2 separate regions of the Mus musculus genome follow, and region 1 is linked to region 2. The links are chromatin contacts, called in public promoter capture Hi-C maps. All regions are on one chromosome and are shown on one strand. The core of a region is the stretch at or near the end of the contact, and the rest is flanking DNA. Distances in the headings are between cores, read along the strand shown.

Region 1 (4,929 bases), core at 2,123-4,622, 590 kb before region 2:
CGAGCACCAGACTTATAATACAGAAGAAAAACAAGAAAGCGAGGTGAACACATCTGCCAAAGTACATTGAGATGCTGAAGGAAAATGAGATTTTGTAACTTGTGATTCATGTAAAAGAGTTGTCTATGAGCCCGTGGCCTGGGGCCGAGAACAAAGCAGAACAGGCCCAGGCATGTCAGGGCAGGGCTGTTGTTAAGGCATTCCTAAGAACAGCTTGACTGTAAAGATGAAAAGGAATGCAAGGGCAAGCAGGGCTATCTTGTCTGAGTCAGCACCATCTGGCCAGAACCTCCCCTCTGTCTATTGCCCCTTGACGCTGGGTAAAGTCATGCATCAACTGGTTGCTATGTGAACAAAGATAAGCCCCCAGCCCACAGGAACAAAGTCCTGATGCCCTTTTGCTGACATGTAATCTTTCTGTTAATGTTTGAATGAGCCAATCCTGTACCTTTGTCGAAATTCCTCGCACCCCTAACCCTTTGCTTCTTTAAAAACCCCTAGCTTCCGAGCCTCAGGGTTGACTCCCCTGCCTCCTGTGAGAGGTACGTGCCGACCCAGAGCTCTGCCAATAAAGCCTCGTGTGTATTGCATCAAGAAAGGATTCTTGTGTGTTTGTGGGTGCATCCCTTCCCTGGACTAGAGTGGGGGTCCCCATATCGGGGGTCCTACAATGCATAATGGTTCTTTACACAAAACAAAGGCACACATAAAAAGGTGATGGGAAGCTGGGCGTGGTTCGAGAGGCAGAGGCAGGCGGATTTCTGAGTTTGAGGCCAGCCTGGCTTACAAAGTGAGTTCCAGGACAGCCAAAGCTATACAGAGAAACCCTGTCTCGAAAAACTGGGAAAAAAAAAAAAAAAAAGATGATGGGAGCCAGGCAGTGTTTACAGTTGAGATAGGAACAGCCCTGTCTAAGATCAGCTAAACACAGGAGCCAGGTGAATGGTCTGATGCAATACTAGTCTATTGTTAAACCCACCACCAGGGGTCCCTCAGTAAATACCTACTTATGCTATTCCTCTGGGCCTCTGAACAAAATGCACCAGGCGAATTCCTTTTTAATAACCCTTTCATGAATAATACTTCAGCTCCTCCTAAAACCACAACCCACCTTCTTTCTACTATTATGTAATGTAGGCTGCCATTCATGACTGTAATGAGAATTCTAAGTTTACTATTTTTGAACTAGCCCTGAGAATACTAGCTCCTATCTGGCAAACTGAGATGCCTGATTACTGACTGTCAACACTGGGGCATTTCCTCTGGATGAGTAACATTCTTACGAAATTCCAAGCTCAGGGTCAGCTCAAGGACTGTCTAGGACATTGGTGAAAGCCAGGCAGTAAAGTTCAACCTGATTTAGGTATTTGTAAAATCATTTCTTTGGAGGCACCTATAATAAAACAATACTGAAAAAAAAAAAAAAGCACAAAGACCCATTAACCAACTAACTCAGGGACATGTTTGGAGCATTCATGTTATGGGAATGCCAAGGTTCCAGGAGGCTAAGATTCCGTGAAACTCTTTGCCTCAGGACTGCATCCAAGCCTTTAGGCCAGTCACCCAGACTTCAATGGAGTGGGTGTGGCACAGCATGACCTTGAACTCAGAGACCCATGAACATCTGCATTCAAGTACTGGAATTAAGGTGTGTGCCATCACTGCCTTGCAAGCGTTTCTTTTTGTTATTAATATTTAGGACATTTGGTGGGCTTATGCGAATATAAATAGTCACTTGGGCATACCTTTTGTTCTGAACAGAACACTTTTACAGTCTGACTTTTACAAAAATTGCAATGCTTGTGACTTATACAAACTTCCTAACTGTAGAAATTCTTGACCTCAACATTCCATTGGGGAAACTAAAGTCAAAGCCTTTCACTCTGCCTTGTTTTCTCTTCAACCCCTGTCTTCTCTTGTCTTTGCTTCTGTGACGCGTGGTATTAGGCTGTTTTGGTTACGTGAAAGCTTAAGTGTCTCAGGTTTCACTTCTGAAACTTGCTCAAAATAAAAGGATTTCTGTGAAAACCCTAAAACAATCCCATTGAGGTATTATGATTTCCACATCGTTCAGGGGAAGAAACCCTGATGCGAAGGTTCTCTGACTCTGACTCATACACACATGGGCAGAGATACAAACCTACACTTGTTCACATCCGGACACACAGAAGAACACATACACGGAGACTGAGGCACACACTCAGCCAAGCATGAAACTCATGCACACTGGCATATGTGCACACACCTGTACAGACCGAGTCACATAGAAGGTCATGGGTAGAGCTACATTGGCATTCCTTAGGACCTCTGGCCCAGTGCCTGTTCCTGCTGCACTTCTATAAAGTTCCCATTCAGCACACGGTGACAGCACCTGGCTCCAGGCCTCCGGGCCTCTCAGGCAGACTCCAGCTCACACTAGAAATTCCCATCAACCACACAGAAGCCAACTTTTGAGATTTCTTTATTACTTTTATTTCTTCTTTTTCTTATTTCCTAATTTCCTTCCATCTGTCTTTCCTTTCTTTTCTTTTATTCCTTTTTAAAATTATTATTATCAGTATTATTCTGTATTTGTGAGAGAGACAGAGAAAGGATGAGAATGTGTGTATGCAGGCACACAAAAGCCACAGCCCACATGTGGATGTCAGAGAGCTCTCAGGAGTGGATGCCTCCCCGGACACCTTGGTAAGACAGGTCTCTTTGCTTTTCTTGCTTACAAACTCCAGGGTACCTAAACTTCCTGGTGATCCTCTGGCCTTCCCCTTCTGGATTAAAGTAGGAATACCAGGGTTACAATTGTGTGTCACCATCCAGAGGTGTTCTGTGAACTCCTGGCTTCAAACTCTGCTTGCCAGCCTGAGGCTTGTGAGGCAAGCACTTGAATCAGGTGAGAATCTGCTGGCCCCACCCCTTCTTCACATAGACCAATAGAACCCAGCAGAGAGGTTGGCATGGCCAGAGGCCAGACAGGATGCCCATGGTTTGTCAGATTTGCTAGTGTCCTGGGTGGAGCTCCCAGCATGTGACTGATGGTCCTGCACATGTGCTTTTCAAGAACACACCAGAGCTGACAAAACCTTGTGTCTGTACACTCCAACATGCCACAAGCAATATTGTGTGGTAGGTATTTCTACATTGTCCTCATTGTTCACGTACGCAGAGCCCTTTGTAACTGGGCCAAGAGTAGCAAGAGGATACTGGAAATGGTTGTTGGTTTTAGCTCCTTTTACTGGTTTCTGCTTTAATTCACTGTGGAGAGTTGAGCAATGCTTGAGAAATGGGCTTTGCACTCCCACATTCTTTCCAAAGGCAAACAGGTCAACAATCCCATGTTGCAATGCTCTTGTTCCATACCTGGCTGGATCTCAAGCAGAGTCCTGTTTGTTCTCTGGGAAGAGGGCACACAAGAGGTGACTTCAAGAATCTAAATAGGGGCCTAAGTGGTGAGGCAGAGAGAGCTGAGGCAGGAGAGATCAGAGCCCGGAGGCTGCCAAAATCAGCTTCTGAGTTGGTTTCCCATTCTTGGCAAAACAGTCCCTCAGTTCTAGAGGGACCCTTAAATCATGAAGCTCATTACTACACTGCTCCTCTGCTCCGGACTCCTGCTGACTTTAACACAGGGAGAAGAAGCGCAGGAAATTGACTGCAATGATGAGGCTGTATTTCAGGCTGTGGATGCCTCTCTGAAGAAGCTTAATGCTAGGTTACAAAGCGGCAACCAGTTTGTGTTGTACCGAGTGACCAAGCGCGCTAAAATGGTGAGTAACAGCTTTCCTGTGAAACCACTTGTAATTGGTGCTCTCAGGCACAGGGGTAGAGGTTGGAGATGGCCGGTCCTTAGTCTTCCTGGGCGATCATGAAAGCAGTATCCCAGGAAGAAAGAAACCACAGAAGATGGAGATGTTCAAAAGGGACAGGCATAGTGGGGAATCCAGCAATGCAGTCAGCTTGCAGCAGGGGAATCCACTGCATCTGTGAACTTAGTCATTTTCCAGACTTAAGGGAGAGTTCCCTCCTGGGATGAATACAGGGAGTAAGAAGAGAGTTGGCATTATTGCTTTGGACCAAGTATCTAGCACTGCCTGTGTGTGGCTGATTCTTTGAGGTTAATAGTAATGTTTCCACTAGCTTTCTTTAGTTTGGGGGGCAGGGAGGTTGAGCCATGGTGTCATTTAGCTTTAGACTAACCACAAACTTGCTGTGTAGCTGACAATGACCTTAAACTTTTGATCCTCCTGCCTTCATCTCCCTGGTGCTACACATACAGGCTTGTGCCCCCATGCCAGGTTTCTGTGATACTGGGGAATCAACCTCAGGACTCTGCCACCTACGCTCCATCCGGAGAACACTTTGGCAGGTTTTCTCTATATTCTTACTGCTTTGTCAGTGCACGCAGGTAGGAAAGGAATGAAAGCAGGGTGCATAGAGAAAAAACTTTCTTTAAGATTTTTTTAAAAATAAAGTTACAGGCTAGAGAGATGGCTCAGTGGTTCAGAGTACTGGCTACTCATGCGGGCAGTGGACTGGGATCAGCTCCCAGCACTTATGGTAGTCACAACCATCTCTAACTCCAGTTCCAGGGACTACAGTGTGTCTTCTGGCCATCCTGGGCACCAGGCACACATAGTATACATACATACATTTGGGCATACACTCACACTCTTAAGATAAAAATTAAGAATTTACATTTAAAAATCTTTGAATAAACAAATTTCATGTAAAAGACTTTCTTTGGATTGGTCACATTATTTCAGCATGAAAAAATCCCAATCCTTTGACGCCATGAGGATAAACAGAAAGCCCTGAGGGACACAGGCATGTGTGATTCAGAAGGTGAAGGGAAGTCTTTATTTCTCTCTGCAGCACAGCCTGCAGTCTGCTTCCTCCCCTCAGAGCCATATCCCCTCGTGTCTCCACTGCTGACAGATG
Region 2 (4,960 bases), core at 2,425-4,924:
TCTGCTCTGCAACCTTTAAAAGTCTGTCCCCCAGGACCCAATTCTACCACCTCCTAAACATTTTGCTGCCCTCAAAATAGAACCACTAGCTGAGACCCTTGTTAAGACACATGGCACTTGGACCATAACCCTCTCCCGCTCTGTGATATCTCCGTGCCTCAGTTTCTTCACCTATAGAGGTGATCGTTATGGTGCATGCGCAGAGGGTTACAGGCTGAAATAATGCTGTTTATGTGGAACTGAACAGAGGAAGTTTCTAGTAACGGTGGGACCTCACTATCCCCTGGCTGGAAGGAGCAACAGGACACCGATTTGTTTAAAGAGACACAGACGGTGGAATATTTTCTTTTTTTCTTTCAGGCCTCAGGGCACTTCTTCCTAAATCTTAGAAAATAAGACTGAATTCTTGACCTTTCCCTTGAAGAAAACATCTCTGTCCCATTTAGTGTTTGTCTTCACATCCTTGGTTATGTCCCCGCACCCCAGGGCCACACTTGCCATAGTGAAACAGGAGGCACAAGGCGATATAGGGACAACCGGAGCACGTCCATCAGTTTGGATACCAGCTTAAAGGTGGGTTGTGGGCCTTACACTCTAGCTTGCTTTGGCATTTTGTAGGGGCCATGTAGAAAGCAGACCTGTAAAAGGAGGCAAGCAGCCAGGCTTGGGGCCTCCTTTCCTCCCTTCCCCTCGCCCTCATTGCCTCCTCTAACTGACGCTGCAAACTGAACTTGGTGAAGAACAGGCGTCTAGTTTCTCATTGTGACCGAGTTTTGCTACTGCCCAAGGACAAAGGCTAGATTGACACAAGAAGAATGTCCCAGGGGGTGGGCCTCTTTTTGTTTCCTTTTCCAAAACTGTTTCTCTCCTGGAGGGGAAGGAATGATAATTAGAGCACTTGTTCTACAAATCCCCTATGTAAATATGTTCTTAGGAGCGGAGATCCAGCGCATTAGACTAGAAACTTCTCGTATTACCCTTAACTCTCCTATCTGGCAGAGATAACAAGAGAAAGACAGTGGGATGTGAATGGGGATAGAGAAGCAAGAGAGGAGTGGAAGCCATTTTGGCCTCTGGACTCTGTTCGGATGTCCTTGCTGGGTGGGACTCCTGTCGCACCTCAGTTTCTCATTTGTAGAATGGAGATATTAATAGTGATGAATGTCTTCTCACTGCCTCACTGTGGGGACATAGCTAGACTGTGGAGGGCTGTGTGACTACGGGCTGCCCAAGGCAACCCCTGGAGATCATTCATCTCTATGTTATTTATTTATTATTTATTTATTTATAGCCCAGCACAGGATCTGGCTGAATATCTGGTACATCCTAAATGTTTGCTGGATGACTAAGTTATTAGTTACCAATAGCTTTAATGAAGCATAATTCCCCACATATGATACTGTGGCTATCAACTTCTCTCTTTTCTGTGGTGCTGGGTCTATAACCCAGGACTTTGTGCCTTCTAGGCAAGTTCTCAATGATCTTCCCAAACTACCATAACTACCCAGGACTCCTGGGCACATGACTGCCTTCTCAACACCTAGGAGGAGGGGAAGAATAGACAACTAGCTGGAGGTGAGTTTGGGTTACATAGTGAGTTCCAGGCCAAACCGGCTGCGTATCAAGGTCCTGTCTCAAAGAGTAACAAATACATAAATCAAGTATGACACACAATACTTTCCCTCATTCCAGTTAGCCCCTGTTTATTGCTACACACTTTCAAATTTCTCTTCTCAAGGAGGAATGGAGAGCTTCGGTCTGAGGCAAAGGTCACAACAGCCACACTCCAGGCGTGGAGTGTAAGGAATGTGAAGGAACCACTGTGAAGAGGCCTGCACTGGAGCTGATACAGCAAGCCACAGAACTTTTAGAGGACTGGGATCTGAGACAATTAAGCAAAGGGGAGTAGGAAATTCTTGAAGAAATTTCAACCAGGCAGGAGGTTGGCCTGGGATGAGAACAGGGAGGGATGGCGGTGATGGGACCAAGCCGGTGAGAGAGGATCTGGAACTAGTGTGGGCCTTGCTGAATTGAAAGCCTTCAGGACGTCAGAAACAAGCTGGGAACACGGGTACAAGAGGACAAACTCTATAGCCACCAACTAGAATAGGAGCTAAGGGAAGCACTGTGCTCAGGCAGGAAATTAAATATCAAGGAACTGCTCGTTAAAAGTTCAAAGCACCTGCCCACACTTCAACTGGTGCCCTTCCCAGTCTCCGGCAAAACCGATAACTCAGCCCACTGAACCTGGGTGCAGGTCTCATCCCAGCATTCAAACTGGTCAAGGACTGTAATCAACACACCAAGTACCAGCTCTGATCCACAAGCTTAGGGGGGAAAGGCCGCGGACTAGAAATCCACACCACGTGTTTCACTGTGGGGCACTGGGCACCCTTAGGGTAACAACTTGGGACCCGCTTTGCTGAGGCTCAACTCTCCAAACGCTGACACCTTGCTGCCCGGTTAGTAGAGAACAGAACTCGTTCACAAGCACCCTAGCGTCCTTGGGAAAAGAAGAGAACGGCCATTGTCGGTGGCAGGAGCAGGACGAGGAGTTGGAAGGGGCAGAGGATTGTTTTATTTGTTTCCTGGAACACCCTGTTAAGAATCTCAACAACTGCAGTCAATGCCCGATCCTTTGGCAAGCAACACTGCTTCTCCCGGTTCCCAGCTGCACGGGATCTAATTCGCAAACACACCATCTTGCATTCAACACTTAAATGGAAAACAAGCAGCCCGGGAGAGAAGCAAGCGGTCTAACTGCACGCACGTTTCAAAGGGATTTGTGCTTCCAAGGCCCTCTACCGGCCCGGTGCGATCCACGAACCGGGTTTCTGGCTGTAGCCTCTTGCCTGTAGAGCTCAGAGGCAATTATTAGCCCGAGAAGACGCGATCGGGTCGGGCCTTAGGCTTTGGCAACATGGGTACATCACTAAGATCTGGAAAAGCTCAGGTTTTTAAAGGAAGGTAACTACTTTTTTTTCCCACTGGAAACCTGGTTTAAAAAAAAAATTAAGGCTTCTCTTCAAGGTAGCTAAGATTAGAGGGCTCGGTTTCCGTTTTTTGTGTTTCTATGGGCCGAACGCCCAGGCAGGGTCAGCGAGTTTCTGTGTGTGGAATGACGAATTCCTCTCGCCTGAGTTCTAAAATGATAACTTAGCTCGCTGCTGCAGCTGCGAACGCCTGGCGCCAAGCGGCCCCGCGCGGGGGTGGCGGGAGGAGCGGTGCAGGCCGAGGCCAGGGGGAACTTCGCGAGTGGCCCCTTTAAGAGCTTCACTGACTCAGCTAAGCTTCCCCCTCAGGTCGCGTTTTTTATGAATGAAAAACGTCCTTACATTCATTATATAAACAAGCCGGTGCTGATTGGTCAATGGCGCCCAGCGCATAAATTATGTAAAACAGACCTCTGAGGGCGTTGAGGGAGGCCGACCGTTAGCCAATGGGCGCCGCAGATGATGGGGCGGCCCAGCTGGATTTGCCTGAAGACAGGGTAAACAAGAGGTGATGGGCAGCCGCGGGGATGGCCGCCGACCAATGGGGACGTGTGTGCTCTGGGCTGCGGGCCAATGGCGGCGGGCGGAGCCGGCGGGGGCCGGGCCAGTGCTGCAGCGGGTTGCAGGGCGGCGCAGAGTCCGGAGGCCGGCGCGCAGAGCGGTCTTCATCCCCGATCGCTGCGGCCCAGCCCGCCACGGAGGCGCGCAGGCGGGCGCGCGGAGTGGCCGCTCAGGTGCGGACTGGTTCTGGGTCCTCAGTTGGGCGTGCTTGGGGTGACTCCCGGAGCTAGCCGCCCCCTCCCCCCGAGGCCCGGTTCGGTTCGGTTCCTGGGAGGCTTCGGGCGGGGGCGGCTAGCGGTTCCGGAGCGAGCGGAGAACGGGTTTCCGCACGCCGCGGAGGAGGCACCCGGGGTGCTGGAGCGGGTGCAGGGAGCGGGGTGCCCGGCTCAGGCTACAGAAGCGGGGTGCAAGAACGGGGTGCGGGGCGCGAAGTTGTGGGCCCCCGAGGGCCCTGGGAGGCTCGCGAGAAGAAACGCTCCGCGACTCTTAATATGGGGGGTGGGGGGAGGCGAGCAGCAGTTTCAGGGGTTCTGCTTCAGAACCCCGAGAGTTAAATGACACCGACATGTGCAGCCTGAGGGTGCAGGATCTGCCCGAACTTCTGCAGGCCTGGCAAGTTGGAGACTGGGCAGCGGGCCCGCAGCCCCCCACTCCCTCCTCTTAGGGCTGAGGGTATTGGGGCCGCCTGAGCCACGGCCTGGGGGAAGAGAGAACCGGTTCCGAGGCTGCCGAGAGTGTGCTGGAACCTCGTGAATGATTCGGGGTCTCCCCCGCAAAGGGGGTACTGATTAAGTAGGGGGTGATGAGGGGAGGCGGCATGTGTGATCAGGAGCAAATGAGGCTGCTGGTATCGGCCAGCGCTGCACCTCGTTTTCTGAATGTGGGTGACTTTATGAATGAAGCAGGTTTCTTTCTTGGGCTCTGAGCTCTGAGGCTTTTTTTTTTTTCTCCCTTTTTTTTTTTTTTTTTTGTGAATGAAGCATTGAGCTTTCTTCCTAAAACGCTGGGGTGAGGGGCCTGCGTCGGAGGCTAAGCGTGCGTTGGGAGTGGGGGCGGGGGCGCAGCTGAAGGAGTTTTCATGAATGGGAAGGCTGGGAATTGGGTGGAAGTGTGTCTTGTTTTGTGAATGGGGCCGGGCGCGAGGGATCCAGTTACAGCCTCTACCTGCGGTGGCGGCCGCGGCTCCATCTCCCATTCATAAAACCAGGCTCGCTGCGCGCCACGGGGAGGGGCCTCGATCCGGTCGCTGCGCCCAGTTAAAGTTTTCCTGGGGGCACCCTGGATTTGGGGGCTGGGGGGGGGGAGCGACTACGACGACACAAAGGAAGTGGTTTAAACTCCAGGATGAACCGAAGCCTTCCCTGCAGGCTTTTAAAAGATACTTTGAACACGACGTTTCCAGCTCT

Evidence for each region. Promoter capture Hi-C pulls out the DNA fragments that hold promoters and counts their contacts.
Region 1: a promoter capture Hi-C map of the SN4741 cell line shows a contact between it and region 2, with 3 times the contacts expected there. The contact joins the promoter of Kng2 here to the promoter of Etv5 in region 2. A contact is called at or near these places in 3 of 39 promoter capture datasets (the 3T3-L1 cell line, the SN4741 cell line and liver).

What each region holds. Positions count from the first base shown.
Region 1 is chr16:23,027,544-23,032,472 of GRCm38.p6, reverse strand. It overlaps Kng2 (kininogen 2), which reads left to right and starts at 3,372. Exons shown (of 11, transcript NM_001102409.1): 1 at 3,372-3,758. The coding sequence starts at 3,564.
Region 2 is chr16:22,438,284-22,443,243 of GRCm38.p6, reverse strand. It overlaps Etv5 (ets variant 5), which reads left to right and starts at 3,674. Exons shown (of 13, transcript NM_023794.2): 1 at 3,674-3,727.